Regions from separate parts of the Mus musculus genome. Here all the other regions are linked to region 2. Evidence: chromatin contacts called from public ChIA-PET, HiChIP or PLAC-seq, Micro-C and promoter capture Hi-C data. All regions are on one chromosome and are shown on one strand. The core of a region is the stretch at or near the end of the contact, and the rest is flanking DNA. Distances in the headings are between cores, read along the strand shown.

The links. Promoter capture Hi-C pulls out the DNA fragments that hold promoters and counts their contacts. A called contact is a pair of places that touch in the nucleus more often than the background predicts. ChIA-PET counts read pairs in DNA pulled down with a chosen protein or histone mark. HiChIP or PLAC-seq counts read pairs in DNA pulled down with a chosen protein or histone mark.
Region 1: a Micro-C map of embryonic stem cells shows a contact between it and region 2, with 3 times the contacts expected there. The contact joins the promoter of Tspan17 here to the promoter of Simc1 in region 2. A contact is called at or near these places in 1 of 39 promoter capture datasets (maxillary cranial neural crest), 1 of 484 Hi-C or Micro-C datasets (embryonic stem cells), 1 of 115 datasets of contacts at active chromatin or transcription factors (memory CD8 T cells) and 3 of 9 other capture datasets (adipose tissue, liver and pancreatic islet).
Region 3: a contact with region 2 is called in a promoter capture Hi-C map of the C10 cell line. The contact joins the enhancer-like site here to the promoter of Simc1 in region 2. A contact is called at or near these places in 4 of 39 promoter capture datasets (the C10 cell line, cranial neural crest, pre-B cells and 1 more), 5 of 115 datasets of contacts at active chromatin or transcription factors (embryonic basal ganglia, embryonic forebrain, embryonic hindbrain and 2 more) and 2 of 9 other capture datasets (embryonic stem cells and liver).
Region 4: an H3K27ac HiChIP or PLAC-seq map of large pre-B cells shows a contact between it and region 2, with 5 times the contacts expected there. The contact joins the promoter of Drd1 here to the promoter of Simc1 in region 2. A contact is called at or near these places in 6 of 39 promoter capture datasets (the C10 cell line, the HPC-7 cell line, cranial neural crest and 3 more) and 1 of 115 datasets of contacts at active chromatin or transcription factors (large pre-B cells).
Region 5: an RNA polymerase II ChIA-PET map of effector CD8 T cells shows a contact between it and region 2, with 6 read pairs. The contact joins the promoter of Hrh2 here to the promoter of Simc1 in region 2. A contact is called at or near these places in 1 of 39 promoter capture datasets (the C10 cell line), 2 of 115 datasets of contacts at active chromatin or transcription factors (effector CD8 T cells and memory CD8 T cells) and 1 of 9 other capture datasets (liver).
Region 6: a contact with region 2 is called in a Micro-C map of embryonic stem cells, with 2.2 times the contacts expected there. The contact joins the enhancer-like site here to the promoter of Simc1 in region 2. A contact is called at or near these places in 2 of 39 promoter capture datasets (the C10 cell line and pre-B cells), 1 of 484 Hi-C or Micro-C datasets (embryonic stem cells), 6 of 115 datasets of contacts at active chromatin or transcription factors (effector CD8 T cells, embryonic forebrain, large pre-B cells and 3 more) and 1 of 9 other capture datasets (adipose tissue).

The regions. Positions count from the first base shown.
Region 1 is chr13:54,788,085-54,791,326 of GRCm38.p6, forward strand. Tspan17 (tetraspanin 17) reads left to right here and starts at 1,321. Exons shown (of 8, transcript NM_028841.3): 1 at 1,321-1,597. The coding sequence starts at 1,511. Eif4e1b (eukaryotic translation initiation factor 4E family member 1B) reads left to right here. Exons shown (of 7, transcript NM_001033269.3): 7 at 1-375.
Region 2 is chr13:54,502,284-54,505,605 of GRCm38.p6, forward strand. It overlaps Simc1 (SUMO-interacting motifs containing 1), which reads left to right and starts at 1,522. Exons shown (of 10, transcript NM_176987.4): 1 at 1,522-1,721. The coding sequence starts at 1,593. LOC115486438 (a long non-coding RNA gene) reads right to left here and starts at 2,031. Exons shown (of 3, transcript NR_168901.1): 1 at 1,486-2,031.
Region 3 is chr13:54,113,136-54,116,436 of GRCm38.p6, forward strand. No RefSeq gene overlaps it. Among named protein-coding and RNA genes, the nearest start is that of Gm52069, 25 kb to the left of the region's middle. Within about 2 kb of position 1,431, at least 19 of the 459 cell types and tissues checked have an H3K27ac peak or open chromatin away from gene starts, as enhancers often do.
Region 4 is chr13:54,054,327-54,057,753 of GRCm38.p6, forward strand. It overlaps Drd1 (dopamine receptor D1), which reads right to left and starts at 1,332. Exons shown (of 2, transcript NM_010076.3): 1 at 1,235-1,332; 2 at 1-287.
Region 5 is chr13:54,190,709-54,193,975 of GRCm38.p6, forward strand. It overlaps Hrh2 (histamine receptor H2), which reads left to right and starts at 1,421. Exons shown (of 3, transcript NM_001010973.2): 1 at 1,421-1,485.
Region 6 is chr13:54,214,633-54,217,766 of GRCm38.p6, forward strand. Hrh2 (histamine receptor H2) reads left to right here. Exons shown (of 3, transcript NM_001010973.2): 2 at 1-447. Among named protein-coding and RNA genes, the nearest start is that of Gm16578, 6.8 kb to the right of the region's middle. Within about 2 kb of position 1,364, at least 31 of the 459 cell types and tissues checked have an H3K27ac peak or open chromatin away from gene starts, as enhancers often do. A contact at or near this core is called in embryonic stem cells, where this site is marked.

The DNA.
Region 1 (3,242 bases), core at 71-2,570, 290 kb after region 2:
CCTCCCTCCCTGTCTCCCTGCCTCCCTCCCTCCCTCCCTCCCTCTCTCCCTCCCTCCCTCTCTCCCTCCCTCCCTCTCTCCCTCCCTCCCTCTCTCCTCCCCCCCCCCTTCAAGTATGGACTAGGTTAGAGAGGAATTTGTGTAAAGACAGGTAGGACTGGGAACTGGGAATGCCCTGCACAGCCTTCCCATCTGAAGACAGTCCTATGGATTCTGTGTGTCTCCTCCTGCTGAAATGATGGATGGATAAACCTTCATGAGTGAAGAGATTACAGTGGTAGTTAGGCTTCACCGTGGTCTTGTTAGGAGGGATTCACTTGATGCTGATGATGCTTAAGGCCCTTTCTGTATCTAAATAAACACTTCTGGAACAAACTTGGAATCTAAATATTTAAGATCAGACGTACCTAAACCTGCATCTGCTCTGTCCTGTTTTGCATCAGAAGGACTCTGGTGAATCCCAGGTATCAAGGCAGTCAAGTAGGTATGGGACAGGGCGACCATAGGAATAGGCAAAACAGAACAGGCGTGGCATGGCACGCCAGCCTGTTTGTATTCAACTACACTGTGTGTGAATGCATGGCACTGTTCATTGGTCCCACTATTCCCAACCACTTATCCCTGGGGAGTGGACTCCTCTGGTTCTTGAATCTTAGACTGGAGATCCACTGTAATTATTCACACTTGGCTCACCAGCTTTGCCAGTTGGCTCATCTGGGGCCTCTGGAGGACTTGGGGAACTTGAGAGAAGCTAACTGGAGGACGGACTTAGAGAGGAGACGGGGACTCTTCAGAGGTGGGGGTTGCAAGGGGTTGAGTGTGACTGGGGTGTAGCCAAAGCCTGGCCCAGAGGCAGGGTCTTGGGGAGAAGTGAGACCTGTGGACCATAAAAAAAAAAAAAAGACGGATGTCTTGGGCGTGGCTCCAAGAAGGCCGACTGTGGCTCAGAACTGAGGCTGAGTAGGGCGGAGCTCCAGGAGGACTGAGGCCGGTTGGAGGCGGGGTTTGGGGCTCATCAGAGGCGGGACCCGGTTTAGAGGCGGAGCTCGAGAACAGAAGTTAGCTAGGGCAGAGCCTTGGGCGGGGCGTAGGCGGGACTGCGGGAGGACAGCGGCTAGGCATGGGCGGAGCCTGAGAGGATTAAGCCCGGCTGGGGGCGGAGTCGTGGTTATGGGCGGGGCCCGTGAGGACTGAACTTGACTGGGACGGGGTCGTGGGCGGGGCTCCAAGAAGACCGAGCCTTGCTGGGGCGGGGTGTGGACTGACACTGTGGGCGGGGCCGGAGCGCTGTTGGAGGGCGGGGTCGGATGAGGGCACCGCACTCCGGGTGTGGCTGTCCGAGCGCCGTGGGCGGTGCCACAGCGGGCGGGGCAGCCGGTGAGCTGTGTGGCTTTGACCATGAAGCCGCAGCCACCGGGCTAGGCCCGGGGCTGCTCCAGGCCTGGGCGGCCCGCAGAGGGCTGGGCCGGTCACCGGCTCGGGTTCCCGGGACGGCAGGTGGCCGCTCACCATGCCCGGCAAGCACCAGCAATTCCAGGACCCTGAGGTCGGCTGCTGCGGGAAATACTTCCTGTTTGGCTTCAACATTGTCTTCTGGGTGAGCGCGAGTCCGCTTCTCGCTCTGCGCTGAGGATAGGGGTTAGGGAGTCTCAGTTGCTGGTGAGGGAGATCCCGTCTCAGGAGCTTGCGACCAGGGACTGTCCCCCACCCCCTCCACCCCGATGCCCCGTCCCCAACTATTCTGGGGAGCTACTGGGATAGCTGGGGGGCGGGACCCAGTCCCAGCAGGAGGTGCTGGGAGTCTCTCTTTGCAGCCCCAAGTTTGGGCGAAAAAGGGGGCGGCGTTTGCCGGAAGACTGCAGGGGCGCGGTAGTTGCGGACCAGCCCCGCCCCGCCTCCCGGCCACTCCAGCTCCCAGCATGGTGCGGTGAGGTTCGCGAGGCTGGGTCCTAGCCCCGAGTCTACCCTACAGACGCTCAGAAGCTTGTGAGCCAGGAGGTTAGGAGAGAGGAAAGCCAAGGCCTCTGCCTCTGCAGGGAGAGGAGCTCCAGTTGAGAACAGGGAACTGTCCCTTGGGAACAGAATTCAGCATTCCATAGCTGACCAAACAAACAGAGGCTTCCTTCTGTGTGGCATCTGTGTCCTGGTCCTGCCAAGTCATCTTTCTCTTCTCCCTCCCCCATCCTATCGCCAAAGCCGGGCTGTGCTTGCTGTCCTTTATGCCAGGCCTTTCCCACTTGCATTCAGCAGGATTCAGCGGCTCTGTTCTCCACCCACGAGCCGTCGGGTTTGCCCTGTGGTGGGTGTCCTTGGATGTCAGCAGTCTTCTGTTCTGTAGGGTGTGGGCAGCTACAGGGAGCGCTGGCCTGGAAGTCAAAGGGCCTGAGTGTAGCAGGCCTTGTCCAGAGGCTTTTGGGCGAGCCTCTTTGCTCTCTGGGCTTTAGCTTTCCAGCCTTGGAGGAGCCAGTATTGGAGTTTATCCTTCTGGGTTGTTAGATTAAACGAGAGTTTTTTGTTGTTGAGACAGGGTCTCACTCTAGCCCATTCTGGCTTGCAATTTGCTGCAGTTTTCCTGTCTGAGTTTCTTGGGTGCTGGGATTACAGGTGTGAGCCATCACACCCAGCTTAGTAACACATGAATTCTGATGAGGCACATTCTCCCGACTGCCTTATTATTATCTGTAGTTTACAGATAGGGGACTGAATGAATAGACGGTAAGAGCTTAAATTATTTGTCTCGAGAAACATGATTATCAGTGGGTGGAGGGAAGGAAGAGAGGCTAAGTAACTCTGGGGGTAGGGGGATGAAAGTCCCAGCTTTGTTCCTGGGCAAGGGTGGGGCGCCTGGGCAGGGGAGTAAAGATGGACAGAACATTAAGGTCCTATGCTTGGGTGGCATGGGGGCAGGCAGGGTTTTAAAGCAGAGTTGGATCAGTTCTCGTTGGCTGTAGGTGTATGAAAAGGTGACAGAGCATCTGGAGATGGGAAGGAATCTGGGACCTTGGGTTCCTGATGTCCCATCTCCCAAATGTGGGATTATAGGTCTGTGCCTCTCTGTCCAGCTCTACGTATGCCATCTGGACACCACCTAGGTGTCGTCTGGGCAGCCTGTTCTCCCGATGGCACCTTAATCTTTCTCATTGTCTAGCCTCAGTTCCTTGCTTGGAGAGCCCTGATGGTCAAGGCAAGCCACCCTCTTATCTCTGACCCCTAGCAGCTCATTTGAGGAAGGCACACCATCA
Region 2 (3,322 bases), core at 272-2,771:
CTTGATAGCACTACAGGAAACTTACTTTACTGTATCCCTTTATAACAATTCACCCACTGGACCAAAACATCTGAAACCTGTGGTCAAGCTATTTGCCCAACAGGCCAGTGATCTCTCTCCTTCCCTTCCCTCCCCTTTCCCTCTCCCCTCCTCCTTTTCCTCCTCCTTCCTCTCCCTTTCTCTCACCCTGGCTGACCTTGGCCTTTCAAGAGCTAGGATTCAAGGCAAGCACCGTGATGCCTGACTCAGAGCAGTGAACCTTCAAGTGTGTTCACCAGACTCTAAGCAATGTCAATATCACCTAGAAACCTGAGAGAAATACCAATTTGGGGCTCACTCCCAAAACTCAGTTTCTCAGTCAGAAACACTGGTGTGTAGTCCTGCAAACTTTATTATACACTCTCTGGCTGATTCAGAAGTTCACTAAAGATTAGAAAACACTGCATCACACGCTGCTTAGACAGCACACAACAGCTTTGCCTCTAGGAACTCCCCCCTTTTTGTTAAAGACATTTTATTATTCTATTTTTTGAAGTTACTTGAGCATAAGCAGCAGGGTTTTGTCAGTATTGCACATTTTTAAAATAGCCATGGGCCCTATTTTGATTTAATGTCCCTACCCTTCAACAAAACAACCAAAGAATTCACTACTTACCCATATTTCCCTCTGATGGGGATACAATTTTATCCCTATATTTTCTGCTTGCTCACAGCATTGGAGTATACGGGCACTCTGGGACCTCATAGCTCTCTGTATGTGCCTTTTCAGTGGTTTCTGTCAACTAGAAACTCAACAAACTCTTACATCTGACAGTTTAAATTCCTGCGACACGTATTGTTGGTGAAACCGCAAATCGGCACAACTTAAGACAATTTGGTACCATTTGTCAAAATAACAATAAAAACATAGATTTGATCCAATAAACCTGCTTCTGGGAATTTATCCCACGGATTTACCTGCACACACAAGAGTGGGTATCTCTCCCTTATCTCAGCCAGAAGCCCCAGTCAATAAAACCCTAGGTTCAGGTTACCCTTTTCAGCCCCTCAGGGCTTCTTTAACCCGAAGGCGTCACTGCTCCTTCTGCCAGGTGCAGGCTCCACTACCGGGTCAATTAAATGCGCTATCAGAGGCTCCATCAGCTCACTCCAGTCCTCACACCTGCAGCCAGGGGCTCGTCACCAGCACTGCCCACTGTGATCGGTTGAGAGCGGCGGCGGACAACCTCTCAACCTCAGCGTTTTTCAAGCCCGCCGACCATGCGGCCCAGCCCCTCGGTTCTATCCCTCCCTTTCCCTCTCTTCCCTCTCTCTCCTTCTCTGAGGGAAAGGGAGCCTGGCTCCTCCAGGGTTCTGTGACACTGCCCTGACCCGGGCGCGCGGCTGCCCCCGAGATAGGCGGGGCTCCGAGCGGGACCGGTCCTCTGGAGGCGGGGCGCGGTGGGGGCGGGGCAATGGAGGGGGCGGGGCCGGCGGGGTACTAACCCCGGTGTCTGCGACGCCTTCGCTGCAGTCGCTTCAGCAGCTGGAACCGGAGTCGGAGTCGCCGGGGCCGCTCGCCGCTCGCGCGTGGCTCCGCCGGGCCCGTAGCCATGGAGGACTTTATCGTGATCTCCGACGACAGTGGCTCCGAGAGCTCGGCCGGGACCCGCTCGGGCAGGGCGCGGAGGCTGCGCCGGGCCCTGTCTCGGACCCCCGGCGCGCTGCCCCGCCGAACCGTGGTGAGTGAATCCACTGCCGCTCGCCACGCCCGACGGGAGCCGAGCGTCGCCCCCTCGGGGCCTCAGCGTTGCGACCCTGGCTCCCCGCCGCCGTGTCTTCCCGCCTTTGGCGGCCTCGGGCCTCGAGGAGCTCGGTGGCGCCGCTGGCAAGGCAGGCCTCGGGCTGGCCAGCGCTGAGCCCTACAGGGTTGTGCTGCGGAGCCGGCCGAGCACATGGGCGACACACTGAGCACCAGTGCGAGCTGCCAAGCGGTGGCCGGCGGTGGCCTCCGGCCCGAGCTGGCTCCAGAGCTTTGGCAGCGGGAGGAGTGGGGGGTCCTGGCCAGGCCGCAGCCGCCACCCGGACCTCGAGGCGGGCGCGCGGGAGCGCGTAATTGTTTGGCTTATGATGGGCACAGATGTGTGCAAGGAGGTAACAGGAGCCCCGGCTGCGAGCGAGGGAAGCGCCGCCCTTGGCATGGTGGCGGCTGCGCTGCAGGGCCTAGTTCTTGAGCTAGGGCCCCGATTTTTGAGTTGTGGAGAAGGACAGTTAATTTTGCTTTGCAGATGCGAATCACATACAAAGCCAGGGGGCGGGGCACTCCCACCTTTGTTTTTCCTTCGGTTCTTTATCTTTGTCCCTGCTCCTGAAGTGATGGAATAAAAATATCTGTGGTCTCTGGCTTTCTAGAACTCTCCACAGAAATTTAGTGACCTGACCCCTACCATGATCTACATGCTGTGGCTTCAAAAATCAAGGGATCCTTCTCTGTTCTTCCTAATATGTGTCCTAAATCAATGTCAGCTACTCTATAAGCGTGTAAATCACATTTTGAGTGCTCATTCATTCTAAGTTGCCTTTGGGAAGTCTTCCTACACCCAAAGGTAGGTGTCTTAGGATTACTGTTGCTGTGATGAAACACCATGACCCAAAGCAACTTGGAGAGAAATTGGTTTAGTTTACACTTCGCTGTTCATACTAAAGAAGTCAGGACAAGAATTCAAGCAGGGCAGGAATTTGGAAGTAGAGGTTGTGCAGAGGCCGTATGGTGAAGCGATGCTTTCTTTACCGGCTTGCCACCTCTGGCTTGCTTAACCTGCTTTCTCACAGAAACCAGGACCACTAGCCCGGGGTGGCTCCACCCACAATAGGCTGGGTCTTCCCACTGCAATCACTAGTTGAGGAAATGCCCTACAGACTTGTTTACAGCTGGATCTTAGGCTATACATTTTCGATTGAGGTCCCTTTCCCTCAGATCACTGTAGCTTGTTACAAGTTGATGTAAAACTAGCTGGGACAATATGTGTTCTCTCTCTTTAAGAGAGGAACATAATTTTTGCATTTTTGTATTATCTAGCTTGTAAATATACCTTTATAGCTAGTTTATCTTTCTTCTTTTTTTCAAGACAGGGTTTCTCTGTGTAGCTCCGGCTGTCCTGGAACTCATTCTGTAGACCAGGCTGGCCTTGAACTCAGAAATCTGCCTGCCTCTGCCTCCCAGATATTGGGATCAAAAGCATGCGTCACCACTGCTGGGCTGCTAGTTTATCTTTTAACAGTACCTTTATTGTGGTGTGATTCATCCATATAATACGTTGGGTTGTACAACGTTCATAGTTAC
Region 3 (3,301 bases), core at 181-2,680, 390 kb before region 2:
TTTCACGGCGTTTTGTCTGCGGCCCAACTAGAAAGTGAGAATGCCCAATTGCAGAGTACAAGTCTGACAGTATCTGATGACATTTTATAAAACTTTCATGCCTCCTTGTTAACCACTTTAGTTCTACAAATCAATCCCATGGAAATATGCTCTCTGGCTTCTCCCATGCGAGCCGTGTGAACTGAGTATGTTGGGGAAGCAGGTAAGGGACTGGGGTGGCAGAGAGGTTGGAGGACGTTCCCAGAGGATGGCGAGATATTTCCTAGCAAAAGATAATAGGCATGCACTGTTATAGGAGTAATCAAAGACATTAGAACGCAAGTCCTTTAGTATTTTTTAAAGTCTTGCAAAATAGACATATTGGTACATTTCAGTTGACTGTCACAGTGTGCACTAAGCAGAGAAGAAAGGCTGCCACTGGGCACTAAGACCGACGCTGGCCTGAGGTTTACTTTTTCCCCTCTTTTCTGTTTCTCGAACTCAGGACATGTTCATTGCTATTGAAAAATAATTCTACAGTAGAGCACAATAGTACTTACTTTTGTTCTTAGCACTCAGGAAGCAGAGACCTCTGTAAATCTGAGGTTGAAGAGATAAAGTGTCCTAAAGTAATGAAGACCTAAGTTCAATCCCCAGTGTCTGCATAAAAAAGCTGGGTGCAACAACCGGTGATCACTTGTAACCCAGAACTGGAGAGACACAGACCAGCAGATCTCTTGGGGCTCACTGGCAGGCAGCCTGGCCTAGCCTCAGGCCAATGAGAGACTCCTATCTCACATCTCCTTGTCAGGCCTGCGCCAGGGTTTGCAATCCCAGCTCCGGACCAGAGAGGAACGGCAGTACTGTGAAGTGACACCAGAGAGCAGCATTGCCTGCAAGATCTCAAGGCTGATGCTAGATGCTTCCAGGAGCTGCCTGCTGGTGGCAAGAGGCTGCAGGCTAGTCCCAAGCTTAAGCAGGTGGTCCTAAAGGCTTGGAAGAAAGACACAATTCCCCCAGCAGTAGCTATTGCTGTTGTTGGAGTCCGTGGGCAGGATGGAATCCTCCCCATGTGCATTTCTTTGGGGTACATTGTAAAAGGGGGTCTTCAGCGAAAGTAAGAGAAAGGCATGGTCACACCCCAGACTAAGGTGGGCAGGGCTCTGCCCTTGACCTCTGTGCCACCAGAGCTGATGGTATTCCAGGAGCTCAGAGAATGAGCATTGAACTTTTTGTGAAAGGGGACAGAGTGGGAGTGCCCCCAGCAAGCCTTTTGAGCCATCCCCAATGGGCGCGGAGATCACCAGGAAGGGAAACTATGCCAAGACCTAGAGATCAGAGCAGCATGCAGCAGCTTAGGAAAAAGCCCACGAATCCCGGTCCTGGGAGCTCTGAGCACCTGAGACGGCACGGCTTCAGCCTCAACCCTGGGCTTCCTTCACAGCCTGGCGCTGCCACTGCTTCGGTGAGCCTCTTCTCAGAGCCTATCTCCTCATCTTTAATATGGGCCAATCTGTTCCACTGAGCAGTCTGAACATTAATATTCCCAGGGAACCCTGGGCCAGTGGCCTGTTTGTGTCCCCCAATCCCTTGGCCTTTTCCTCTATAATAACATCTAAATGGAAAAGCTCCCACGCTGCTTCCAGGAGCTTCGTTTGGGTGGTCCCGGAAAGCCATCCTGCTGCCTTCAGGGCCAGGAGCGTAGATCCAACAGGGCTGACAGCAGTCACCAGCCAGGCTCTGTTCTCATCCCTTTTTCTAGTAGACTGTGCGCTACTCTGATAATGAAAATGCTGACTACAGAAGCAGTGGCTCTGACAAAGATGGTAATATGAGAGAACAGCCTTTTAAAACTAAAAATAGAGAGGAAAATACCGGTTCTATTGAAATAAGAACGGGCCCAACCCCGTGGTACGGACTCTGAATAACAATTTCAGATGAGGAAGGAAGGGCTGGGAATCCACTTTCAGAGAGGAGCCATGTGGGGTGAGGAAGGGTGAGAAGCTTTAAGGGGACTGTGGGGGTGAGGACAGAGAAAGTGGAACAGGCCAGGAGACATCAAAGAAGGTGGTGGTGGTGCTGGTGGTGGGAGCTGGTAGTGGTCGTAATGGAGGAGGAGGGAAAGGAGAAGGAGGAGGAGGAGGGCAGAGAGGAGGACAGAGAGGTGGAGGGAGGAGGATAGAGTGGAGGAGGAGAAAGATGGAGAAGAGAAGGGGAGAAGGATGAAGAGGAGAAGGGGAGGAGGAAGGAGAGGTGGAGGAGGAGGAGGACAGAGAGGAGGATGGAGAAGAGGAGGAGAAGGAGGTGATGAGGAGGAAGAGGAGGAGGGAGAGGGAAATGAAGCCCCTACGTGAAGTAGGGTTGCTACAGAGGAAAAGGCAGTGTGCTGTGAACTTAGCGTGAGAAACAAAGGAATCTCCACGTGCTTAGAGTCTCCCAGCAAAATCTGGAGGAGGCAGGTCCAATTCCATCCATCTGAGAACAGAGCCAGAGGTTGGGGAGGTGTGATCTGGAGGGACAAGGACAGAGACTGACAGCAATGGGACATCACTGAAAGTTGACTGAGCATTAGAGCACTCGCTGTTTGAGTATGTAGACAGCACGCATTTTTAATCCCAAGTTTCATTCCAAGTTCATTTGAGAGGGAATTAAAGGGGTCGTGTCCATTAAAGGGGTCTTGTCCTCCGGTCCCTTCCAAACCTCTCTCAGTGAGAGCTTAGGCTGGGGACTGGAATTTTTAAGCACTGGGAGCCTATTTTAAGATGCATCTCTGGCTGAGAACTTCTAGTAACAGGAACGTACCAGAAATCGTTCCGTGGTTCTGGCAATGCTAGGAAGCAGATTAAGGCCCACACAGTTGCACTCTGTCCAGCACAGTGCAGAGCTTACTAACATGTGTTCTCTCTCATGTAGTTCTCGCCCATCAATGAGCCCCATTGTGCAGAAATTCAGCTTATTCCTCCCTAGAGAACACTTCATTTCATCCCTCATGAGCCCTGTGAATGACTTTAGAAATGGCCACCTCGCAGGTGGGGGAATCACAACAAGTAAAAGACCCACCAGCCACCATGACACAGAGAGAGCTCTGAGCAGAGTACCCTGCCCACCACACTGGTGCCTGCCACAGTCACCTCCTCCCAGGCCCAGCCCTCAGCCTACCTTCTGCCAGTGTCCAGATGGACAGGGCCAGTCTCTGTTCCCATGTTAAACATCAAGATATCCTGAAAGCTGGGCGTGGTGGCGCATGCCTTTAATCCCATCACTTGGGAGGCAGAGGCAGGTGAATTTCTGAGTTCAAGGCCAGCCTGGTCTACAGAGTGAG
Region 4 (3,427 bases), core at 82-2,581, 450 kb before region 2:
TTCCATCAGGAGCATCTCCATAGCAATCCAAGCCATACCAGGAAGAAGAGCCGCTTGCTTTCCACCTGTCTTCTGGGTTCAGTGCTCCAGGTCGCTGTTCCCTGGCATCCGCTGGTCCCTAGATTCCCCAAGGAATGCATAGGCTTTTAAGCATACTCTAAGAGTCTGGGGCCTCTTCCTGGTCAATCTCAGTCACTTTTCGGGGATGCTGCCTCTTCTTCTGAGACACAGCCTAAAATACATGCATTTCTCCTTCAAGCCCCTGGTGCCACATCTCTCCAAATGCCCTAAAAAGCAAAGGGAAACACAAAGTCGTTCACCAATACTCTGTGCAGACCTCCTATTTGGCTACACAAAATCTCAGCCCATCACCCCCTGGACAAGTCCATCAAGACCACCTACCTTGCTTTAGAGTCACTTCTCCCAAAACCCCTGGACTCAACGAGTCCCTCCAGCAGAGCAAGTGTTCCCCCTCCTCATGCAGAAAAATCTCTGGGATGGATTTGGGAAAGGAATCCCAGGCCAGGTGCCAGGGAAGCGGCGCCCCTCCTGCTACCTTGCCCACCTACAGATTGCTGCCCCCGCCCCCAGGAGGGTTCTCGGAGCTTCCTTGGGAGAGGAACCTCCAGGACTGGAACAGCTTCTGTCCTGTCTGAGGAAGCCCAGCTCTGGGCACCCCTTTGGCTCCTCGTTCTTAGGGCAGGACCCTGAGCCTCCTTGGGGAGCCACCCGCTCGCTCCCTGTCAGCAGTGGCAGGAGCTCCAGGCAAGCACAACAGCTCGAGCGAGCGAGGGCACCGGCCGGCTGGGTTCCAGCGGGGCACAGCCCACCCCGCCTCCGCGTCCCCTCCCGGCCCCGGTGGTGGGCTGAGCTTGACAGGCAGAGTGGCGGGCGACAGCCACACGTGGTTCACTGAAGGCACAGCTGGAGCAGGGGTGTGGGACGCCTACCTAATCGCTGTGCCCTCTCTGGCTACCTGATCCCCCCACCCCTCCCCGGGGGACCCTGGCACAAGACAGAACCTGAGGAACAAATCCTGATGCTCAAATCAAGTAAACCAAACTCTCGTTCAGCGCCTCTCCGGGTCAACTCCAAGTTCCACCCAAAGCTCGGGGTCAGAGCTGACCCTACCCACACCCACGCCCTGCTAGTCCTGGACACTGCCCACGTCGCTGAGTTGTCACTGAGTGCCCCGCAGCAGGGGTACGGGAAGCCCCAGGACGAGAGTGCTCACCGATCTGGGAGACCACGCTCCCCGACTCCGCCAACCCTGCGCCCTCTCCTGTGCCGCTCGCTCTGCTCTCCGCGCTCCGCCCGCCAAGGCGCTTCTGCGGTCAACTCACGAGTGCAGCCCGTGACCCGCGCCCCACAAGCACCCCAAACACGGTGCCGCACTCTCAGCAGGTACCCGGCGCCCTCTGCCGGGGCCTCTGGTTTCCTACACCCCGCCTGCGCCCTAGCAGGTTCAGATCACAGGGGCCTCAGCCAGTGTGTGTAACCAAGATGCAGGGCCTCGACCATGCTTTTCCCTGTCCCCTTCTGCCAGAATCTGGACGGTGAGAGGCAGGTCTTCCGCGCTCTAGCCTCCCTCGTTTGAAATGCCCCTAAAAACTCACAAGAATAAGAAGTCCCTTTGGCTAGCATTTTATTCTCTAAGCCATGATTTTCCTTTTGTGTCCCCTGTGTGCCAAGGCTGGAGCAGCAGTGAGAACAACATGTCAACTTATTGTGCAAGTGATCAGAGACCTGGCATAAACTCAGCAGCCTCTGTGTCCCCTAAACACACACACACACACACACACACACACACACCTCATGATGTTCGACATCTTGCAAAACTCCTTCCTTATTGGCTTGCACAGCTTCATTTCATCTGTGTGGACAGTGATGCTCAGAAAGACTGTGGGCTCTACTCCACGTTAACACAGTAGCTAATGAAGATGGTGGCCTGTCTGCCTGACTGTCGCTTGCACAGCCGTGTCTAGGATGGAGCCCACTATCTAAACAATTAGCACAGGGATAAAGCAGAGACAGGAATGTGTGGCCTCAGAGACGTTTAGTGCATAGACGCAGCCCCAGAGTGCCTTCCCATCTGTGTGAAAAGAGATTAAGTATGGAACTTGGAAATCACTTTGCCTGGACTCCTGTGCTTACTGATGTAAAAATTAAATGAAATACTTATTTAAGAGTTGGGACCAGATATGGACTCAGTCAGTCCTTGGTGGCCAGAAATTCTTCAGAGACCAGTTAAAAAAAAAAAAAAAAAAAAAAAAAAAAAAGGTAGTAGTCTTGTCTCCATGAGAACCACACACCACACTGAATGCCCGAATTTTCTCTATACAACCTAAATAGCTCTCCTAATTAGCCAGCAGAAATCATATCTTGGTTTTGGATGTAGTCAAATGATTGACACCAGTCCTCCTCCACCTGTGCTCCCGGTTTGTCCTCCCACTGGCAGTCTTGCTGCCACACACCAAGTTCCACAGACTGGTGATCAGACATATACCCCAAGAACCACATGCCTTTAGAATGGTGGCTCTCAACTTTCCTAATGCTGCAATATGTGGCAACCCCCAACCAAAAAATTATTTTGTTGCACTCTATAACTGTAATTTTGCTAGTGTTATAAATCATACTATAAATATGTGATATGCAGGCTGTCTGTTATGTGACCCCCCCCCCCCCCACACACACACACATACACATAAGGGGTCAAAATTCACACATTGAGAAACTCTGCTTTAGAGCCGTGAGTCAGCACAGGGTAAAACCCTCAGGGGATTCTCATCCCTGAAGCAGTCGCTCTCTACGCAATTGGAACTTTGTTTCACCATACTTCTTCATTTTTGACCAGCGAACACAAATTAGAGGATGTTTCCAGTCCAAGATGGTTGTGTGAGTCTGGAATTGCAACTCCTCTTGCTCTTCCTACCCTGCAATTCCCTGAAATGAGGAAGATGAGGACAAAGGGCCCTCTGGACGCGCAGGAAGCTGTGGAAACTTTAGGGATCCTTTAGGGCAGGACTGAGCACGCTGGAGGAGGGAGGACTCCCTCAGGGAGGGAAAGTGCTCCTCCAGCTAGCACTTGAAGAAGAAGCAACAATGTAGTAACACTTAGGATTGTAACAAGGAAGCTGGAGGTGACCTGAGGGCAATTTGAGGAGTAAGACTTCCCCTAATGACTTGCCAAGGACTCTGGAAAATGGCCACTGCTCTTTAAAGTAGAATGACAGCCATACTAAAGCTGCCTCTGGTGGCATCGTTTTGCCTGCAATGCCAGTCCGCAGCAGAAGAATTCATATAGAATGGGAGGAAAGGCTAGTCGTGGTGCACTGGACAACCTTGGTTTCTTCCAACACTCGTAGCTACTCAGAGAGATCTCTGGTTGAAAATGCCTCTAACCAGCCCAAACCTGTTTTCTTCTTCT
Region 5 (3,267 bases), core at 171-2,670, 310 kb before region 2:
AGCTCTGCAAGCTGGGGGCCATCATGCTCTTGCCATGAGAGGCACTAAGTGGACAATGACTACACTTGTTGTAGAGAGGCATTTTACAGATTACTGGGGACAGGAGGAGCCTGGTTCTGTGTGTGACTAAAGCAGAAAGTGTGGGAGGGTTGGACGCCCAGGAGCAGAGACATGTGACCAACTTGCACGTTTTAGAGATGACCTAAGATGCTTTGTGAATGGCAAGAGAAGAGCTCAAAAGTCTACCTTGGAAACAGACTGGTTTGGCACAAGGGAACATGGCGAATGCATCCCTAGTGAGCAGAGTGTGCACAAAGCTCACCCTGTATCCCTTTCACTGCCTTGGCCCAAGGCTTTATCTGTTGTTATCCAAGCCTCCGTGAGGTGAGCATGACCCTTAGGGTCACAGAGGAGGAAACTGGCTCACAAATAGAGACACTTATCTAGTGCTTGCCACAAGAACTTCAGGAGAGAAGATAGGGACAGGCAGAATGACCACAGTGCTGTGCTAGGCACTGGAGTAGCAGCCTAGCTAGGGAGGCAGGTGGCCAGATGAGCTGCCCCTGGGTACTTGAGGGGAATCTGCTACGTGGAGGGAGTTTGTCAAAGAAAAGTAAGAGGCTTGGGTCTGCACTGATTTGAGACACTACCTCCTGCCAGACACTCCGCCTCAGGTTGCACTGGCTCAGCATCTAGGAGGTGGAACAGTCTACCTGGACAGTTTTTATTTGTCCTGCTTCCAAAGCCCCAACCCCCTCCCATTTCTTTCCACCAGAACCCCTGGGCTGACTGAGATCTACCCAAATCTGGCTTTCCAGATTCCCAAGATCTTCCAGGATTTTCTCAGAAAAGCTGGTTCTTCTCTCGCAACTGGCCATTCTCGGAGTGGTCAGGTCCTGGAGGAACTCAGGTGAAGGGCTCATCAGATTTCTGGCCTAGCGTTCTCAAACCAGAGTGAGCCAAGACTGAGCATCTCCCCTCACACCATCAATGTGCACACAGGTGGGCAGAGTCTCAGGCCAGGGAGCTGCCCAGAATAAGTAGCCAGAATATGTAGGAGGGGTGGCGGGGTGGGGGTGGGGGTGGCGGGGTGGTGGTGGGGGTGGTGGCGGGAGGGGGGGGACGTGACAGATGACCATGTGAAAGGGAGGAAAGAAGAGGGAGGGGTGAAAGCGTCCAAAGAAGAAAAGGGGGGTTGGGAAGGGGGAAGAGAGGGAGGAAGAGAGAGCAAGAAAGGGGGAGACAGAAGGAAGAAGGGGAAGAGGGGGGAAAGGGAGAGGGGGGAGAAAGGAAGAGGGGAGGATGAATATGGGAGAAAACGCTGAGGAAAGGAGCGGCTTTCAGAACGAGGAGGAGCGAGTTGGGGGCGGGGACGAGGAAGTGGGTGCTAGGCGCACGCCGCCAGCTCCATCCTTGCCCCAGCCAGTGCAAGCGCGCAGTCCTAAGCGACCCGGTACAGCCGGTGGCGCACAGCAGCAGCACCAGGTAAGGTAAGGTGACCGACGCCTCCTGGCAGACGTCGCCTCGGGATGGGGACGCGGGTGGGGTTGCGCGGAGACCAGGCTGTGGCGTGGCCACTTTGGCTGCCTGCTTCAGATTCCTGCCGACCCCCGTCCCCAGATCGACCTCAGGCTGCGCTGCACACAGGAAGCACCTGACCTTGGGCTGATGCCTCTACCTAGATTTCCTCCCTGTCACCCTCAAGGGTCATACCCACCCCCAAAGGGGTGTTATGAGCTAGGCTTGCTGCCTCATCCCGCGGATGTGAGGGATGCCAGGGTAGCCTCACACCCCCGTGCCCTCTAAGGTGAATTTGAAAATCTTCTTGCGCTTAAAGGCTTGCTTTGTGCCCTCTGGGCGGTGGCGTGAGTCTCCTGATATATGTGTGGGAGCTTGGAGAGACTTTTGACTCCCCAGCACCAGTGAAGCGTCAGGGGCTGACAGGAAGGAGGCTGTCTAGTTTCTCAAGAACAGGTCGCCTTGCCTAAGTCCTCCTGGGCTGCTGCCCCATTCCTGGGCTGCTGGGAAGCGAGGAGTTCCCTGCGCTAGACTGGGAGGGACTCTGGTAGCTGTTCTGGTAGCTGTCCGAGACACCAGGGACATCTGATAGCTGTTCACTGGTAGTGGAAGTTCAGAAGTGGCCTTGACTCTGGTTTGAGAAACCCAGTGACCTTGAGCCTGAAAGCCTCAGTTTCCCCCTCTGACATTCACAGGGCAGTAAAGCACCCTTGAGCAGAGGTGTTCCCACTGGTCACTGTCATACACTAACTTTGGCGTCTACTGAGCCTTGGCACTGTTTGTCTGGAGGTCATATATGTAGCTAAGCATGAGGCATAGAACAGGGCCCAGAGAATGGAGAGGTTCAAGTCTTAGGAGCCCCACCCCTCCCCTCAGACACATGTCAAGGTGGCTTTTTTAAGAGACATCTCCCAGATAAGTCTTGGCCAAGCTTCTGCTTTCTTAATTATAAGAGAGAGTTATGAATTTCTATAAACATGTTTGCTTTCCCCAAAGGTTATCCAGGACTATGGGACTGATCTCTGAGCTGGGTTTGGGGAAAACCGGAAAGAGTAAAGATATCATTTGTGGGCAGGCCTGGCACCAGGCACATTAGGTGTATAATAATTCAGACTAAAGTTGTCATCACAGTACTTCTGGGGACCGGTATTGTTAACCCCCTATTGCAGACGGAGAAACCGAGGTTCTCCACAGTGATTTCCCGTAGTCCCTGCTGTGGAGTTTGGCCTCCCATCCTCCCAGCTGCAGGGGTGATACTGCTTTGTATCATTCTAGTCCCAGCCATTAAATAAGAGCATGAAATGCACAGCTCCCAGTGTAGACTTGGCTATAGTTCCCTCCTTGTCCCACACCGGAAGAATAGCTGCACACTTCCTGGAGGTGACTGATGGTTGTCAGTGAGAGCTGGTACCCTCACCAAGCATTGCCTCTAAAGCTCAGGAAGGAAGGAAGGCCACTGCTCAGTGTCCCACAGAAAGCAATACTGAACTGCTTCGCCTCTGCAGCTGACTCCGCCCTGTGTCACCCTGTCCCGATTACCCCCCTCCCCGCTGAGTCTCAGCCTGGACAGCTCCCCTGGGTTCTGAGGCATGCCCATTCCCTCTGTCCTGGACTAATGGCTAACTTGTACTAACTGGGTTGACTCAGTCCGTGTCATCCAAGTGACAGTGACATCTGAATAGGAGGGACAAGACAGAAGACAAAAATCTGGTGACAGATTCAATCTGGCAAACACTCCTTTTAGAGACA
Region 6 (3,134 bases), core at 114-2,613, 290 kb before region 2:
GGAGCAAGCCAAGAGGATCAACCACATCAGCTCCTGGAAGGCAGCCACCATCAGAGAACACAAAGCCACCGTGACCCTGGCTGCCGTCATGGGAGCATTCATCGTCTGCTGGTTTCCTTACTTCACTGCCTTCGTTTACCGTGGACTGAGAGGGGATGACGCTGTGAACGAGGTGGTCGAGGGTATCGTCCTATGGTTGGGTTATGCCAATTCAGCCCTGAACCCCATCCTGTACGCCACCCTCAACAGAGACTTCCGCATGGCGTACCAACAGCTCTTCCACTGCAAGCTTGCAAGCCACAACTCTCACAAAACTTCCCTGAGGTTGAACAACTCTCTGCTGTCCAGGAGCCAAAGCCGAGAAGGTAGATGGCAGGAGGAGAAGCCCCTGAAGCTTCAGGTGTGGAGTGGGACAGAACTCACACACCCCCAGGGAAGCCCAGTCAGGTAAGTGGTGTGGGTTGGAAGTGCTGGGAGACACCCCACCCTCTGTGTAGATGATGCTGAGACCGGTTCGTGAGCATTTTACAGAAATCATCTCTCATCCTCTTAGGTAGACCATTTACCTTCCTTTTTAAAAGGCCACGTTAAAGGTAACAGAGATCTTACCAAGATCCACGGAGCTTGACAGAATGTTACTCACTCCAGAGCTCTGAGGCCCTTCTTTCTAACATAACTGCCTTTCCATCAGGTAGCCTAAGTAAGGCCCAACTCTGCAACTCAGGAATTGTGAGTGATCAGTTATACCCTGGTGGGGGGGGGGGGGGGCGGAGCATGCAAAAGTCATATGCAAATCGCTTCTTCCTTGGGGAGTGTTCCAGTCAGTAGGGGATGAGAATGGCAGAGGTTGGAAGGTGTGGCCTCAGTAGAACCGCAAATGTGGGCCTTGTGTGTAGAATTTAGGGAGGGACAGACACAAGGACTAGGGACAAGTGGACTTCATATAGCTGGGTTTCAGAAAGGAGGACGTGGTTAGCAGATCTGGGTTGTGGAGAGAAGGCTATTGTGACCTCTTTGATGTGAGCTAGCGAAGTGAGCCTGTAGATATTTAAGAAGGGAATTGCGTTGATCCATGGGTTGGGGAAGAGAGAAAAGCAAAATCTTGTAGGCTACTTAACAACAACAAAACAAACAAAACCTGTAGAACACTGGGTAAGAAGAGTGCAGTAAGAGTGGGAGCATGGGAAGTGTCCAGGCTAGGAAGAGAAACAGAATCAAGATGAGATTTCAATAAACTCACTGAAGGACAAAGTCACTGCAGGGTGTTGCAAGGACCCAAGGCCCTGTCTCGGGAGGCAGTGAGGAAGCTAGATGTGTGCAGAGCCAGCGCCTGCTTGAGGCATTAAGAGGGTCAAGCGCCTAACAGAGGAGTTGCTCAATGAAGGTGGTTTCTCTTTCTCTTCCCATAAACCACGCCTTAGCCCCCTACAGTGCTAGTCAATGGCGCCTACCCAGTCATTCCTTTCATTATCCATTCATTTGCAAGCCCTGATGGTAGGCTCTGAGTTCTGAGGAACAGCTGCGCTTAGAACTGCCATTGCCACGCCCTTCCATAGGCAGGTCCTCCTATAGGCTGCACACCTGCTCCTCTCCTCCTTCCCTCTGGAGAAAACCTTATTGTTCCTGAACTCTTGCTACAGTGTCACAAATTGTATCATTCTAGCCTCTGGACCTTCCCCAACCCCCACCCCCATCCCTCACTATCAAGTCCGTCCTCCAAGGCCACACAGGGTGTCCCGCACCTGGAGGCTTCCTTGTCCCATCCTGACGGATAAAATACTCCCCTCAATCACATCACCCCACTTCTTTCACAAAGTTGATTGAGTTCACCGTGGAGGAAGAATAAAGACGCAAGGGTTACAGACTAGACAGGAGAAGAAGAAAACAAGTCCTGTTTGGTTCATCCTGTGTGTTACTTGGTATCAACCATTCCTTCAAGTTTCTTAGCAGCCTATTACACACTTGGCAGAGATGACTAAGTTCCACCTGACTCCTTCCATTTGCTATCTGCAGAGGCCAAGAGCGGGCATCAGATTCCCAAGAACTAAAGTGATAGACAGGTGTGAGAACCTGACACAGATGTTGGGAATCTGTTTTCTCCAAGAAGCAGCTCTCTAACTCCTAACCTCCACTTCATAGACAGGCAACCTAGACCCAAAGAGTCCAGTAAATTTCCCTAAGTACTGCATGGTTGGACATTCCCAGAGGCTCCATTACTAAGGAGTCTCTGGGTACTGGTACCTGGTGAGTCTGAAGGTCCACATTTTCTTCTAGTCCTCAGGGTCGCCCTTGGTACAGGCTGGGGAAAGCCATGGTCAGCCAAGAGGTGGTGCTTGCTGCAGAGTAGACCCAGAGCTCGGATCCCGGAGAGCTCAACTGTGGTCTGTCTTGATCCTCTGAGAACAGTGAGCAGGTGGGCTCAGCAGAGAAGAGGGATCAGAGAGCCCACATACTTCTTTAGAATTGCAGGAGACTAAGAACAGCCAGGTTTTCTCTCTGAGCATCCTGGGCACTGTGAGCTTTCTCATCCCTCAGTAAGGTCAGCTCCCAGCTTCCCTGCTGACTGACAGCATGTCTTCTCTGCTCTGTCTGAAGGCAAGAGCAGAACTTACCCAAAGCCTTTAACCCTACCAAGAATCTTGAAGGCAGCCGACCCAGACTCCCCTGAGTGGAGAGGGGCAGGGCACAGCCAGACAATGTAGGGTTCTCGGGAGAGTTAACAAAACTAACTAGCCCTATCTTTCTAGCTTGAGGCTCTGTCTGCCCCTCCTCAGCCCCATTGTGGGGGACACCTCACCCATCCCACCCCAATTCCATCACTAGATGTGAGCTTCTTACCAAATGTCTACCAAACCCTTGTTAGACACCAGTGCTCTCAACACATAGCCCTGGGCAAACAGCAGAGCTTCTCACAGGGTAGCCCTGAACCAGCAGGCTACCCAGAGACAAACCAATTGGCATTGGGCCACCACCTTTTCAGACATGACAGAACTAAGAGTCCAGTCCACACCTGTCTGTCTTCCAAGCCTGGCCTCTGTCCAACAAACACCTGGATTTGAACATGGCTCTGCTTTTGACAGACACCTCAGACTCAGTCCTTTAGATACCAGAAGGGGAAGCAGAGGCATTGGAAG